Linked DNA regions of Mus musculus: region 2 is linked to region 1. A link is a contact called in public HiChIP or PLAC-seq data. All regions are on one chromosome and are shown on one strand. Each heading gives the region's core, a stretch centred on a gene start, on an enhancer-like site or on the middle of the called end of the contact. The rest is flanking DNA. Distances are from core to core; before and after follow the strand shown.

Evidence for each region. HiChIP or PLAC-seq counts read pairs in DNA pulled down with a chosen protein or histone mark.
Region 2: an H3K27ac HiChIP or PLAC-seq map of extraembryonic endoderm stem cells shows a contact between it and region 1, with 5 times the contacts expected there. The contact joins the promoter of Mc1r here to the promoter of Aprt in region 1. A contact is called at or near these places in 4 of 39 promoter capture datasets (the C10 cell line, hippocampal neurons, liver and 1 more), 1 of 484 Hi-C or Micro-C datasets (embryonic stem cells) and 3 of 115 datasets of contacts at active chromatin or transcription factors (embryonic stem cells, extraembryonic endoderm stem cells and large pre-B cells).

The regions. Positions count from the first base shown.
Region 1 is chr8:122,574,128-122,581,069 of GRCm38.p6, reverse strand. It overlaps Aprt (adenine phosphoribosyl transferase), which reads left to right and starts at 4,163. Exons shown (of 5, transcript NM_009698.2): 1 at 4,163-4,317; 2 at 4,449-4,555; 3 at 5,535-5,668; 4 at 5,855-5,933; 5 at 6,043-6,433. The coding sequence starts at 4,238. The coding sequence ends at 6,185. Galns (galactosamine (N-acetyl)-6-sulfate sulfatase) reads left to right here. Exons shown (of 14, transcript NM_016722.4): 13 at 1-19; 14 at 1,873-2,833. The coding sequence ends at 1,959.
Region 2 is chr8:123,401,813-123,409,125 of GRCm38.p6, reverse strand. It overlaps Mc1r (melanocortin 1 receptor), which reads right to left and starts at 2,044. Exons shown (of 1, transcript NM_008559.2): 1 at 1-2,044. The coding sequence starts at 1,616. The coding sequence ends at 669. It also overlaps a transcript of Tcf25 not described here.

The sequences.
Region 1 (6,942 bases), core at 2,914-5,413:
GTGTAACCAGGCTGTCATGGTGAGCGATGTGTGCGTGCTGGGGCTTGCTTGTGCTCGGCGACTGCTGCCGGTGCTAGACAAAGTTAGTCTCATCCCTGTACAGGTGCAGCTCAGCCTGGCAAGGGCACTCGTTCCGTGAAGTGGGGGGGGGGGGGGGGGGGAGGACATCCTACTAACACTGCAGTGTTGGAGGGGGGTAGCTCTGCTCAGGACGGGGTTGGGCACAGCCCTCTCTCAGGGTCCCACTGGGGAGCAGCTTTGCTGCATTCACAGACTGTGCCTGTGTCACTAGTTATTGCTAAACTCCCTCCCACATCTACCTCTCCTCCTAAGGTCCCAATAACCAACAGAGGTACATGCCACCAGTGTTTACTCTGGGGAACCAAAGAATTCATAGGCTTTCTTATGGGACAGTGAGTGAAGAGTTACAGGTGGGAGCTTGGAGGAGGGGGCACTCAAAGCACCCATGCTGGAAGGTCTGTGGCCAGCAGAGATGACTCCTTTCCTGTGTCCTTCTCCACCTATGTCCTCTAGCCCCTCCCCAAGGCTGCCTGTGGTTAGGGCAGAATTGTGTGAACGTGACTGGGAGGAATGGCTAGGTAATCAGGCGGGAGAGAGTTCCATGATTCTCATGGCAGTCCTTAAGGAGAGTCCATAGTCGCTGGGTGTGGTGGCGCACACCTTTAATCCCAGCACTCGGGAGGCAGAGGCAGGCGGATTTCTGAGTTCAAGGCTAGCCTGGTCTACACAGTGAGCTCCAGGACAGCCAGGGCTACACAGAGAAACCCTGTCTCGAAAAAACCAAAAAGAAAAAAAAAGGAGAGTCCATAGTCAACAAACCAAGCTGCCATGACCTTTTTTTTGCAAGCAAGACCAGCTAAACTTGTGGAGGCGGCAGCAGTTTGGCTCAGGGGATAGTTCCACACAATACTGGTATTCTGAGCTCTGAACAGCAGTGGTAGATCAGGGGGCTCATTCTTAGACTGCCAGGTTTCTGGGGCCTCAGGAGGCCTGAGTGTCCTTACCACGGTGGGGCATTGCCGTTCCATCCAGGCTGCAGCCACGCTGTAGTGCAGGCTAAGGAGCTTTGGTCGCGGTCACTTCCTCTGCCACTTAAATAATTGAAAGGCAGGGAAAATGTGGATGTAGAGGCAGCAGCAGAGAAATCGCAAGGACCACACAGAATCAGCAGCTGAAGCAAGGCGTTCATTGGGGGTGAGGGGACACACATGCAGCAGACACACACAGAGGAAAGATTTTAAAATCTCTGGAACATTTTTCTTCGATAATTTAGGGTTGGTCAGTTTGAGGGAAGCTAGGATGGTTGATTGGCCCAGAACTGTACAAGACATGTTTGTTGAGCCCATCTATGAGTCTGCTATTGGGAGACCAAAACCTTTATCTTAAATTAGTGCGCTTTTGTTTCAAGCCAGGAGGGTAAAAAAGAAGCCAGACCGGCCACTTGGAAATTCAATACCTTTATCACCCCAATCCCTGACTACCAGGGAATCTGTCTAACTCCTAGACTCTCCATTCTGTGGGAGCCTCTTTTTCCTGGCTTCCCCCACTTGGAAGCTGCCTGAGTTCAGGCTGTTAGGCGCAGCTCTGCCCTGGGGCTCCCTTTCCTTGCTACTGGCTTGCCAGTTGCAGCCCCACCCCACCCCTAACCCCCCTTTCTGCAGAGCCAGAGCTGCTTTTTAAAGCAGGACCCGGGGCTCCACATTCCTAGGATTCTGGAAGGCATGGAGATAGGGATATCCCCGCCTTGCAGCCAGGTGGGTGGGTGAGGCGGGAGGGCCACGTCTCGTTAACTGTGCCCAGTCTGAAACGCCTGAATAACTGCAGTTCATTTTCTTAAATGTCCTTTTCCAGAATTGGGCACCCCCAGGCTGTGAAAAACTAGGGAAGTGTCTGACACCTCCTGAGTCTGTCCCTGAGAAGTGTTTCTGGGCCCATTAGCCAAGACCAGAATCTCCAGCCAGCCCTGCAAGTGCCTGGGAGACCTTGTCCTTCGGACTGATGAATGGAAGAGACCAGCTGCCCTCTGCCCACCCATCCCTGCATGGACGGCCCCTGCAACCAGGTGCAAGGCTCCAAGACTGCTCATCCTGGAGCCCTGACCCTGTAGTCCGCTCTCGAGCACCACAGCCCATCTTGCCAACTGGCTCCTGAAAAGGAAGCCGGGGCCTTGATCACCGTAGGTACGTCAACCCAGGGTCTGAAGCACTGTCACTGTCCCTGCATACATTTCAACCTAGGTGCCGTACACAAAAGTGAAGATTTCAGCGAAATGCCAAGGAAGTGCCATCTATCTGGCTTCTCCCCCAGGCCAACCCTCTGAGCCACCCTACCTCTTTCGCACTGGCTACAAACAAAAGACAAAGACAGCACCTTTTCCAGTCAAGGTGGCATCTGCACTGCCCCATGGAGATGGGAAGATGACAGCCTAAGTTTCTGGCCCTGGCTCAGGGCAGTATGGGGCCACTTCTGTAACCTGCCACCTCTCATATGCTCCACATAATCTCCAAGACCCTTTCTCTGAAGGCTCATGGACAAGTTTTCACATCTGTGCAGTAACTGCAGAGCCAAGGTTGAGCTGTAACGGTTGGGAAATGATGGTGAAGAGACTGAGAGGAAGAATAAAGGAACAGGAGGGGGTTAGCTCTGGTAGCCCCAAGTCTATTTTTGGGTTGGTTTGAGACAGGGTTTCTCAGTGAGGTGCTGGCTCTCCTAGAACTCACTCTGTAGGACAGGCTGGCCTTGAACTCAGAGATCTGCCTGCCTCTCTTGGGAGTGCTGGGATTAAAGGCGTGCGCCATCATGAGACCACCTATCCTGGTCTTTTGTTTGTTTGTTTGTTTTTATTTTTTTCAAGGCAGGGTTTCTCTGTGTAGTCCTGGCTGTCCTGGAACTTACTTTGTAGACCAGGCTGGCCTTGAACTCAGAGATCCACCTGCCTCTGCCTCCCAAGTGCTGGGATTAAAGGCGTGCGCCACCACCGCCCGGCATATCCTGGTCTTTAAAATCGAGATTATGATGGGAGACTGTGTGTTAGATCTCCACGTACCTGTTGCATGAGCTTTCCCTGGGGATTCAGAAACAGATGCCCCAGATACGATTCCAGTGAGAGCCTAAAGTAACCATCGTGTCCAATGAGTTCACTGCCTACAAGAACATGAATGACCCCCAGAGCAGCTGCATCAACCAAACGGAAAAGTCTCGGCCCAGCATAGATGACAAGTTCCTAATAGATTCATAACGGAGCTTCCCTTTAGTTAACCTTCCTCCATGTGAGTGTGTGTGTGTGTGTGTGTGTGTGTGTGTGTGTATTCTAGTGCCTCCAGAGACCACATCAAATGGAAGAATGCAGCTCACGGGCTCACAGGAAGGTCCAAGAAGGAATGTTTAGAATCCATTGGACCCTCCCCACACCCTCTCCTTTGATGGAGCATGGGCCAATTTGGAGGATATCTTTTGAGTAATTGCAACTGCACTGAAGATGATAATGGCCATTATACTCAGAGGACAGTCTTCCACACCACTACCTATAGACCCAGGTACTGTGCTGGGAAGGTAGAACCCCAGTTCTGTCTCTGGCTATCAGGACCTTCTGGTCCCCACCCCAAAACGAGGAGGGCACATTCTGTTGCAATGCACAGGAGTGTCTGTGGTCTCAGAGAAGGCATTCCTTACCCGCCCTGCTACCCTGCTTTCCCCTGCGCTCTAGCCCACACACAGTGCACTCCCACCTCTGGACCTAAGACTATCCATCAGCTCCCTTCCGGGCTAATTCCAGGAAAGCAGGGGCTGAATCTCAGGCCCCTTGTACTATGCGCGAGGGAAGGAACGCAAGGCCAAACCACTCCAGCGGACCTGGGCAAGACCCGTCCCTGCTCCCCCAGGTCCAGAAGACTAGCCCCTGGAAAAGCAGGACTGAAAAAGCGTGTGTGGGGCAAAACCAAAAAAGGATGGACATCGCACATCCCCTTTCCACCCATATATCTTTGAGGTAGGGATGCTTGTGTTTAGGCAGCTCAAGAAATCTAACCCCTGACTCAGGCCCCACACACACCTCGCAGAGGCCCCGCCTCTCAGCCTGTCCCGCCCCTCGTGCTAGACCAACCCGCACCCAGAAGCCCCGCCCATCGAGGACGCTCCGCCCTTGTTCCCCCCGGGATTGACGTGAGTTTAGCGTGCTGATACCTACCTCCTCCCTGCCTCCTACACGCACGCGGCCATGTCGGAACCTGAGTTGAAACTGGTGGCGCGGCGCATCCGCAGCTTCCCCGACTTCCCAATCCCGGGCGTGCTGTTCAGGTGCGGTCACGAGCCGGCGAGGCGTTGGCGCTGTACGCTCATCCCCCGGCGCAGGCGCGTAGGCAGCCTCGGGGATCTTGCGGGGCCTCTGCCCGGCCACACGCGGGTCACTCTCCTGTCCTTGTTCCCAGGGATATCTCGCCCCTCTTGAAAGACCCGGACTCCTTCCGAGCTTCCATCCGCCTCTTGGCCAGTCACCTGAAGTCCACGCACAGCGGCAAGATCGACTACATCGCAGGCGAGTGGCCTTGCTAGGCCGTGCTCGTCCCCCACGGTCCTAGCCCCTATCCCCTTTCCCCCTCGTGTCACCCACAGTCTGCCCCACACCCATCCATTCTTTCTTCAACCTCTGACACTTCCTCCTTGGTTCCTCACTGCCTTGGACGCTTGTTCACCCTGGATGAACTATGTAGGAGTCTCCCTTCCCTGCTAGGTACCCTAAGGCATCTGCCCTCGGTGCTTGTTCCTAGAGACGAACTCTGCTCTGTCCTTGTGTCCAGAACCAGGCCTCCCTCTTTTAGGGCACAAAGCTGGCCAGCATCCTGACAGCAGGCTGGGAGACCCTGGAACCTCCAGATGACGGACATCCTTGCTTAGGGGTAGCCTCTGGGATGAACTAGATACTAAAAATTAGGTAACCTTGGTTGGGCGTGGCGTGCCTGGGCAGACCTCAAGCCTGGTAGCTTCAGGGGCTGTTTCTCCCCAGGACTACACCGGGGCATCTTTCTCTTGTTCCCTCACACAAGCTTGTGTTAAACAACTGCTGTCTACCTGGCTCCATGCCTGAGCTTCAGAAACACCCTAGGACAGCTGAATGTCCACCAGGAGTGTCCAGAGGGAGGGTGGGCACCCCAGAGAACAGAGTGGCCCTGGTAAGTGCTCAGGGACCACAGACTTTTGCCCACTTCACTTCCTATTGGTACCCCTGGCCATGCTCCAGAAATTAGGGCATGTATGTATCCTTCCCACGACAGCTAGATGCTGCATTTGAAAGGTGGCAAGAGCCACCATAGGTGGCCCTGAGCTGTTCAGAAGGCAGGTAGGATCCCCAAGGCTGAGATGATGAGTTGATGGCTACCCAGTAGCCATCAACGTTCTTCTAGCCGTAGTCAGCAAGACCTAGTGTTCCTAGCAAGTGTTGACCTCGCCCATACTTGGCCTCTAGATTCCCATGCCCCTCAGCTCCATCCCACAACCTTCCCTCCTTACCCTAACAGGTCTAGACTCCAGGGGCTTCCTGTTTGGCCCTTCCCTAGCTCAGGAGCTGGGCGTGGGCTGTGTGCTCATCCGGAAACAGGGGAAGCTGCCGGGCCCCACTGTGTCAGCCTCCTATTCTCTGGAGTATGGGAAGGTAAGCGAGCTGTGTGTAGAGGAAGGGCAGGGTCTTATCACGGCTACCAGTGTCTAGGAGTAAATGTGGGTGCTCAGAGAGGTTGAGACATTGGGTCAGGTTTACACCACCCAGAAACGCTCGAGGCTAGGGAGGTGGCCACTTGTTCGCGCCTAGACTCTGTCTTACACTACTTCCTGTCTGCAGGCTGAGCTGGAAATCCAGAAAGATGCCTTGGAACCCGGGCAGAGAGTGGTCATTGTGGATGACCTCCTGGCCACAGGAGGTAAAGAACCAACCCAAGACAAACAGACTTCAAAGGGCCAGACCCTGTCCTGGGTGCTGACTAAGCAAAGAGCTTGAACACCTCCTCTTTCTCTGTCCCTTCCCCCCAGGAACCATGTTTGCGGCCTGTGACCTGCTGCACCAGCTCCGGGCTGAAGTGGTGGAGTGTGTGAGCCTGGTGGAGCTGACCTCGCTGAAGGGCAGGGAGAGGCTAGGACCTATACCATTCTTCTCTCTCCTCCAGTATGACTGAGGAGCTGGCTAGATGGTCACACCCCTGCTCCCAGCAGCACCAGGAACTGCTTGGTGGCTCAGCCCAGGCGCCTAAGTGACCTTTGTGAGCTACCGGCCGCCCTTTTGTGAGTGTTATCACTCATTCCTTTGGTCAGCTGATCCGCCGTGCCTGTGGACCCCTGGATCCTTGTACTTTGTACACGTGCCACACACCCTGGAGCATAGCAGAGCTGTGCTACTGGAGATCAATAAACCGTTTTGATATGCATGCTGCTTCTCCTCAGTTTGTTGCATGGGTCACATTCCAGGGCCTCCAGAGTGACACTACAGGGACAAGGGGGCTCAGGTGGGAACCCATAGGCTCAGCTTTGTATTGAAGCCACAACCCCTACTAGGGAAGCAGATGTTATCTCTGTCAGTCTCTGAGGCAGCTGACTACATAAACAGGTTTATTGCTTCACTGTTCTAGGCTGTTATTCCATTAGGATGGACGAGGATGAAAGCAGTGACCCACAGCCACTATATTTTTTTCTGTTGTTTGTCGAGATGGGGTTTCTTAATATAACCAGCCCTGGCTATTCTGGACTTGATTTGTAGCCCAGGCTGGCCTCAAACTTAAGAGGTCCACTGCCTCTGCTTCTTGAGTGCTGGGATCAAAAGTACGCACCGCAACACCCAGTTCACAGTCACTATCTCAAAAAAGCTATTTTGTTGCAGGGCATGGTGTATAGACCTTTAATCCTAGTGCCTTGAAGGTAGGCAGGCTGCTTAAAATT
Region 2 (7,313 bases), core at 795-3,294, 830 kb before region 1:
AGGAAGGGTCTCACTTCCTTAAGCTGCCTACTGCATGGCTATGGCTGGGTTTTCATGGCCACAAATCCTCTTATCAGAAGCTTCCACCAAGAGTAGTTGCTCCCCCTTAGCTCTTGTTTGTCATTTTTTTTTTTTTTTTTTTTTTTTTTTTTTTTTTTTTGAGACAGGGTTTCTCTGTATAGCCCTGGCCGTCACTGGAACTCACTCTGAAGACCAGGCTGGCCTCGAACTCAGAAATCCACCTGCCTCTGCCTCCCAAGTGCTGGAATTAAAGGCATGCGCCACCACCGCCCGGCTTGTCTGTCATTCTTTTAACTTAGAGACTTCATGTCTGTCCCAGCAGGAGAGCCCAGGCTGAATGAGCTGAAGGGCTGAGCAGGAGTTGCCTTGTAGGTGGGGAGAGGTGAAGCTCTTCAGGAGCCTGTGGTCTGACCCTTGCTCAGGGCTAGAGTTCCCATCCCTGTCTCCTCCACTTCCCGTAGCTGCCCTGGGTGAGCCCTGCAGTCACAGTTACCCTTTCTCCTGGCCCCAGGCACTCTGGGTTTCTATTTTAAAGCTCATCCTGTCGACCCTTAGACAAATGGAGATCAGGAAGGGATGAGTACCTGTGGTCTCACAGGATGCAGGCCACTGGATATCACTGTCACCCTCTGCCCAGCGCCCTCTGATCACCAGGAGCACAGCAGCACCTCCTTGAGTGTCATGCGGAGCTCCTGGCTGCGGAAAGCATAGATGAGGGGGTCAACAGTGGAGCTGAGGACGATGAGGAGGAGGAAGAGGTTGAAGTTCTTGAAGATGCAGCTGCAGGTGGGGTGCTGAGGGCAGAGGACGATGAGCAAGAGATGCAGGAAGAAGGGGCCCCAGCACAGGAAGAAAATCCCCAGAAGGATAGTAAGGGTGGCAGCACCCTTGAGGCAGAAGCCTTGGCGGATGGACCGCCGCCTTTTGTGGAGCTGGGCAATGCCCTGAGCGTGCTGGCACGCTCTCGTGAACATGTGGGCATACAGAATCGCCATGAGTGCCAGCATGGCTAGAAAGAAAGTGACGAGGCAGAGCAGAACGGCTGTGTGCTTGTAGTAGGTGATAAAGAGGGTGCTGGAGACGATGCTGACCATCCAGATGCCCACGACAGCCCGTCGTGCTCTGGGCAGCGTCACGATGCTGTGATAACGCAGCGCATAGAAGATGGAGATGTAGCGGTCTATAGCAATGATGCCCAGGAAGCAGAGACTGGACACCATGGAGCCACAGATGAGCACGTCAATGAGGTTGTCCAGCTGCTGCACCAAAGCCACTCTGGCCACCAGGATGCCCGCCTCCAGCAGCAGGATGATAGTAGTCTCCAGCACGATGCTGACACTTACCATCAGGTCAGACAGGGCCAGGCAGCAGATGAAGTAATACATGGGCGAGTGCAGGTTGCGGTTTTTGGTGATGGCTATCACAACCAGCACATTCTCCACCAGACTCACCAGCCCTAGGCTGAGGAAGAGGCCATCTGGGATGGACACATACAGGCACCAAGGCTCTGACTGGTTGGTGGCCAGTCCAAGGTGAGAGGTGGCATTGGAGTTGAGAGAACCCAGAAGACTCTTCTGGGGCTCCTGAGTGGACATAGTCTTGTCAGGAAGTAGGAAGCGGTCTGTGGAGGCTGCAGCTCCAGGTGGTATCAGCCCCCAGCTTCTGATTCACTTCATGTTGTTGTCGGGGGTCTCTGACATCCCTCAGACCGGCCTCTTTCCATACAGGCACGCTCCGATTTTCCTTTACACTTGTGTTCTTTCTGGCTGGACAGGCCAGCCTCGGCATGGCATAGACACTTCCTGCTGAGGACCCTGAGCTCTGCTCATGGACTCTCACTGCCAGTGTGAAGTAGCTTAGCCTTCTGCTGTTCTCCCTGTCTCTTCCCAAGTGGCTCAGGTAGAGACATGCCTAAACTCAACACCTCCAGACTTCTTGGTTACTTGCCTCTGATATATGTCTGGTTCCTTTCCCTCGCCAAGCCAGGGTAGACGGGACTCTGGAGAAGAAGGGAGCTTTTCTCTTAATCTTTTAACTCATCCCTGGAGCCCCTCCTCCTGAGGGTGGCCACATGATGGGCATGTGCCAGGGATGTGTAGTGCCCCAGGCTGCCTCTAGGGGGCAGAGGCAGCACCGAGAAACCGGAAAACTAGCTTTGGACTCCAACACAGGGTCTTGCCTCTCCCTTTTGTGTTCAAAGCCCCTGTGACTTACCAATCTCTTTCAGGCATTCAACCTCACTAGAACCTGCCCTGAGTGGCCCTACCTAAAGCTCCAAGCCCACTTCAAAAATCACTTTCCTGGGTTGTCTGAAACCTCCTTTCTCTCTCTCTCAGGCTGCGCTGCCTCAGGCAGCCACTGGGTGTGAATGAGGCACCCCTACCTCCCACCTTCATTCCCACTCTCCATTAGAAGTGTGCCAATGGCAGTGGCATTTCCACCTGAAGCTGAAGATGTGTTCATATAGCAGCAACTCAGCTACTGACTTCAAGGTAGCTTTAGGGGCTGGTCCAAGAACTTTGAGAATCAACAAGTAGAGGCAGGGCCAAGGCAGGAAAGAGCCCTATGCCAAGGGGCTCAGATGAGCTCTGGCAGAGCTGATGCTTAAGTCCCTCATGGGCCCAAGCTTGCTGAAGCCTCCCTTAACTACAGTTCTGGGTGTGGTAGGAAGCTGACTGACTAGAGGGGGCCCCGAGGCTATTGGCCAGCAAGCTTTGGTCAGTCACATCCCATCTTCTTAGTCTCACCCCCCACCCCTTCCCTTGAGGAGTCTCATTTCCGCTGTGGAGCACATGCTAGCCCTGGAGCCAGGAACCACATCAGGGCAGATCTGTCTCCAGCCTCTGTGGGCCAGCAGCTGGGCATGTGACTATTCATAGTGGTCAGGATAGCACGCAGTGGTGGTAGCAACCCACCCTTGGTTGCTGCTGGACTCTCTCCATGGTATCCAATGCTGTCTCAGTAGCACTGGATGGCCCCTTCTGCATACAGGTGAGGAGAGTAACTTAAGAAAGGCAGCAGAAGCTGGGCTGTGGTGGTGGCACACGCCTTTAATCCCAGCACTCGGGAGGCAGAGGCAGGCGGATTTCTAAGTTCGAGGCCAGCCTGGTCTACAGAGTGAGTTCCAGGACAGCCAGGGCTACATAGAGAAACCCTGTTTTGGAAAAAGAAAAAAAAAGAAAAGAAAGGCAGCAGGGGAGTGAGGCAGGGCTTCGCTGGAGGGCACTTTCAGTGTCTGTAACAGTCCCCTTAAGAGTCATTTCTGTTGTCTTGAGACAGGGTCTCACTATGTAACCTGAAATAGACCTGCCTCCCTCTGCTGCCAGAGTGCTGGCATCAAATGTGTGCTCGACCACGTTCAACTAGGAGTCAGTTCCTTCTTTGCCAACTCTGGCAACGTCTGCTCACAAGGTGGTTCCCAAGCCACAGAGCAACACTTAAAGCATACATTAACAGACGTTGGTCTTTACTCCTGCAATAAATGACAAATAGAAGTGACACCCTCTAAGTCAAACGTGGTCAGGTCTATTTTCCCGGATCGCTTGATAAGATACAACTTACAGCAGAGTTGTGTTGGGCCTCCCTGGGCCTCAGGACTATCCACTGTCTGTCTCAGAACCTCATAGAGAAAAGAATCCTCAGGCTTATACTTTGTTCACACTAAGGCACCTTGTTAGTTAGGTGATTAAAACATTCAGGTTGTGCAGCGTCCGCCATGTCGATGGCCCATGCTGGACATTTGGCAGCCTGTGGCCAGCCTCATCATGACTAGCTGTTGGTAGGTCCTGTATACCGTCTGGCAGACACACACATGTGCTTATGTGTATGACCCCGACCAGTACAACCCTGCAGACATGACACAGGTACTCTTCAGCTTTAGCAGATCTAGCCAAACCACCCTGCACACTGGTGGATGGTGGACCTGATTTACAAACTGTTCACACCCTCAGGTGTCCTGTGTCACAGGGACAGAGGAGGATATAGTGACTCTGGGTGGCCTGAGTGTCCCAAGCCTCCACGGAAGCCTGTAGAGGCAGGGCTGACACTGTCACATTCACCCAGCTGTCTGCCGCCTGCAACTTGTGCCTTATTCTGCTTCTAGTGGAGGTCTTAGGTCCAATGGGATGGTCAGAGCCGTGGCTGTGGAGGCATGCGGGCCTAGCCTCTGAAGCCACATGATAACTAGGCATCCTGGGACTGCAGGCCACTTTTCACTTCTGGGACATGAAAGACCAAGTGTCCCCCCCTGCCCTAACTTCCTGTGCCATAGCCTTTCAGAGACGTTGGTATTTCTGGCTTCAGAATGAACTCTTTGAGACAACTACAGTTTACCCTCCAGACAATCTAACTTCAAAGGGAGGCAGAACCAAAGAGTCTCTGGCAGAGGCAGCCACATCCTCCCTGCAAGCCCCTGCTGCTGAGTGTTGAGAGGAGGGGGACTATGCACGCCGCAGGACTCGTTTGGACGTTGATGGTACAACTGCTAGAACCTCCAGGGAAGGGAGCAGCGGAGCAGAGCCGGGAGAACCAGCTTTGGCTATGCTGTGATGGGGCCGAATAGCCTCAAGCTCATGCTTCAAGGCTGACTTCTCAGTGGCCCTGGGAGACATACGTGACACACGGCACACAGGAGCATGTACCTACTTAGCAGGGGGGACTGCCTGCAGACTGGCTAAGGGGGCATCTCTCTGTGAGGCAAAGAGCAGCCGGCATCCCAATGGGGAGAGGCTCAGCCCTGTCTTTAGATCTGGAAAGCCCTCAGGCAATGTGAGCATGTCCCTTCTGGCTCTGGTCACACAGGACAGCACAGGTTCCCAGGAAGCCCATGCCTGGGGCTAAAGAGATGGCTCTGGCTCAGTAGTGAACAGCACTGGCTGCTCTTCCAGAGGACACAGGTTTGCTTTTCACCATTCACAAGCTGACTAAGAAATGTGATTGCTGAGCCATGGTAGCGCATGCCTTTAATCCAAGCACTTAGGAGGCAGAGGAGGCGGACCTCTGTGAGTTCCAGGCCAGCCTCACATAAAATGCAAGTTCCAGGATAGGAGGACAGGACAGCCAAAGCTACACAGAGAAACCCTGTCTCGAAAAATAAGCAAATAGATAAACAACAAAAAGAAATAGAAAGGAAAAAGGGATATTGACTCCAGTTCCAAGGGATCCAACAGCCTCTTTGTATGTCCTTTTCTGGTTTCTGTGGGCACGTACACAGTGCACAGACACATACTCAGGCAAAACACCCACACACACACAAAAAAAAAACAAAGTTAAAAAGGCCATATCACCATGTTTTTGTTTCAAAGTCTTTCATTTCTTGTGAACTTTCTCTGAGAGGCAGCAAACAGGTTTTCTCCCTGACTACATGAAAATGCACAAATGACCAACAATTCTGCACAGAACACATAGGCAGGCGCCTCTTGGGAAAGGGGCCAGGGAGGTACGGGAGGAGCGGGACACACTGTCACCCCTACCTGGGTGACAGGCCAGACTTTAAAGCTGTTGAGATGACATGCAGGTTAGGTGTGGTGGTGCACTCTTTTAATCCTAACATTTGGGAGACAGAGGCAGGCGGATCTCCGAGGCCAGCCTGGTCTACAGAGTAAAGGGCGGCCTGGTCTACATAGCAAGCTCCAGGCCACTACGGGCTACACAGTGAGACTCTGTCTCAGAAAGTTACTTTTCCCGATGATGATCCACAGGTGGTGTGAAGGACTGGTTTTATTTTTCACCATTAGAAATGAATTCAGTTGCAAGGCTGAGCAACACTTCTGAAGCCGATCATCTGATGGCCTCTCAGGAAACAGGCCTGCAGGTGGGACGTTCCTGAAGGCCTGGGGTATCCTCTGCTTCACTGTTCCTAGAGCATGGCTCTTCATTTTGGAATTCGTTGTCACGTGGTTGCAGAATAGCTGCTGCAGCTCCAGATGTCACATCCTCATCCGGATGGACTTACAGCTGCTGAAAGGAAGAGGCAGGATGCCAGGTTTTCCGCGCTTGCTTGTCATTTCCACAACATACATCCATTCCTAGGCAGTCCTTCCTCCCCTTGGCTGAAACTCACCACAGGCCATTCCAACTTGGAAACTCACATTGAATGAGGCCCATCTCAGCAGTAACCCTCCCCAGGACTGGGTGTAGATCATCCCACCAAACCCAGGGATAGGTGAGGCAACTGGTGGGAGCCATGCCCTTAGGCCTGCCCTCCCCAGGCCCCTCAGGCCTGCCCTCCCAGGCCCCTGCTGACCCACGAGCAGAAGTTGTAGAGCCTGTATCCAGACTTCATGGCCTTGCCAATTCATGCTGGAGAAAAAAAGACATTCAGCACCAATTCATGTGACCTGTGACCTCTTACCAGGCATGTACGTTGAACACGGAGTCCCTCCTGTAAATGGCCCCCTTAGGAATGGGCTATGACATTAGGCTGATAGATGGAAACAAGTCAGCCCTCAATATTCTGCTGAAGGGGCAGTGCTCTGGGCCCCTGCTCAGTCACATCCAGGGCCCCTTGCCCCAGAGCACCTATTAAGAGACCTCCTTAAGTGTACACTGGAGCTGGAATCATGGGTAGTTGTGAGTCACCCTCCATGTGTGCTTTAAGTTCACAGCCTGGGCCTCTGCACAGTGCTTTAACCCCAAACTGTCCCTTTTCCATTTCCTGGGTGTAATTCTGTAGGTGTGCACCTGGCAGTGTATTGTGTGGAGGTCAGAGGACAAGCTACAGGAGCGAGCTCTCACTGTGCAGCACATGAGTCCTGGGGACTGAATTCAGGCCATCGGGCCTGCCAGCCAGTACCGTTACATCAGAATGGCTCAGTCCTAAAGCGTGTTTTATGTGTACTCCAAACCCAATCATCCAGTCTGAAACACGTAGACTCCCAGGAAGGCATCAATGGACCAAGATTTAGGGGGCCCTCGCTGTCATTGCACAGCTAAGACTCTGCTCCACAGACTAGAGCCTCCGCTAGGCTTTGTGGGATGCAAACCGTCAGTGCTGCCTGGGAGACACCTGACACAGCTGTAACACCTCAGCAGCCTGGAGCTTTCCACAAACAGCTTATGAGACACAGACCTCCGGCCTTGCCTGGCTATGGTCTTTGTTCCTGCCACTGGACTCGGGTTCTTGGTCAGGGTTCCCCACTCATCCCTAGATCAAATACCCTTTAATCTCTGTAAAGTATTCCTTACCTGCTTAGGACAATTTCTTTTTTTTTTAACGTCTCTTTGAATTCTAGGCCCCTCATGCATCTCTTTTGAGATGGGATCTCATATAACTCAGACTGGCTTTGAACTTA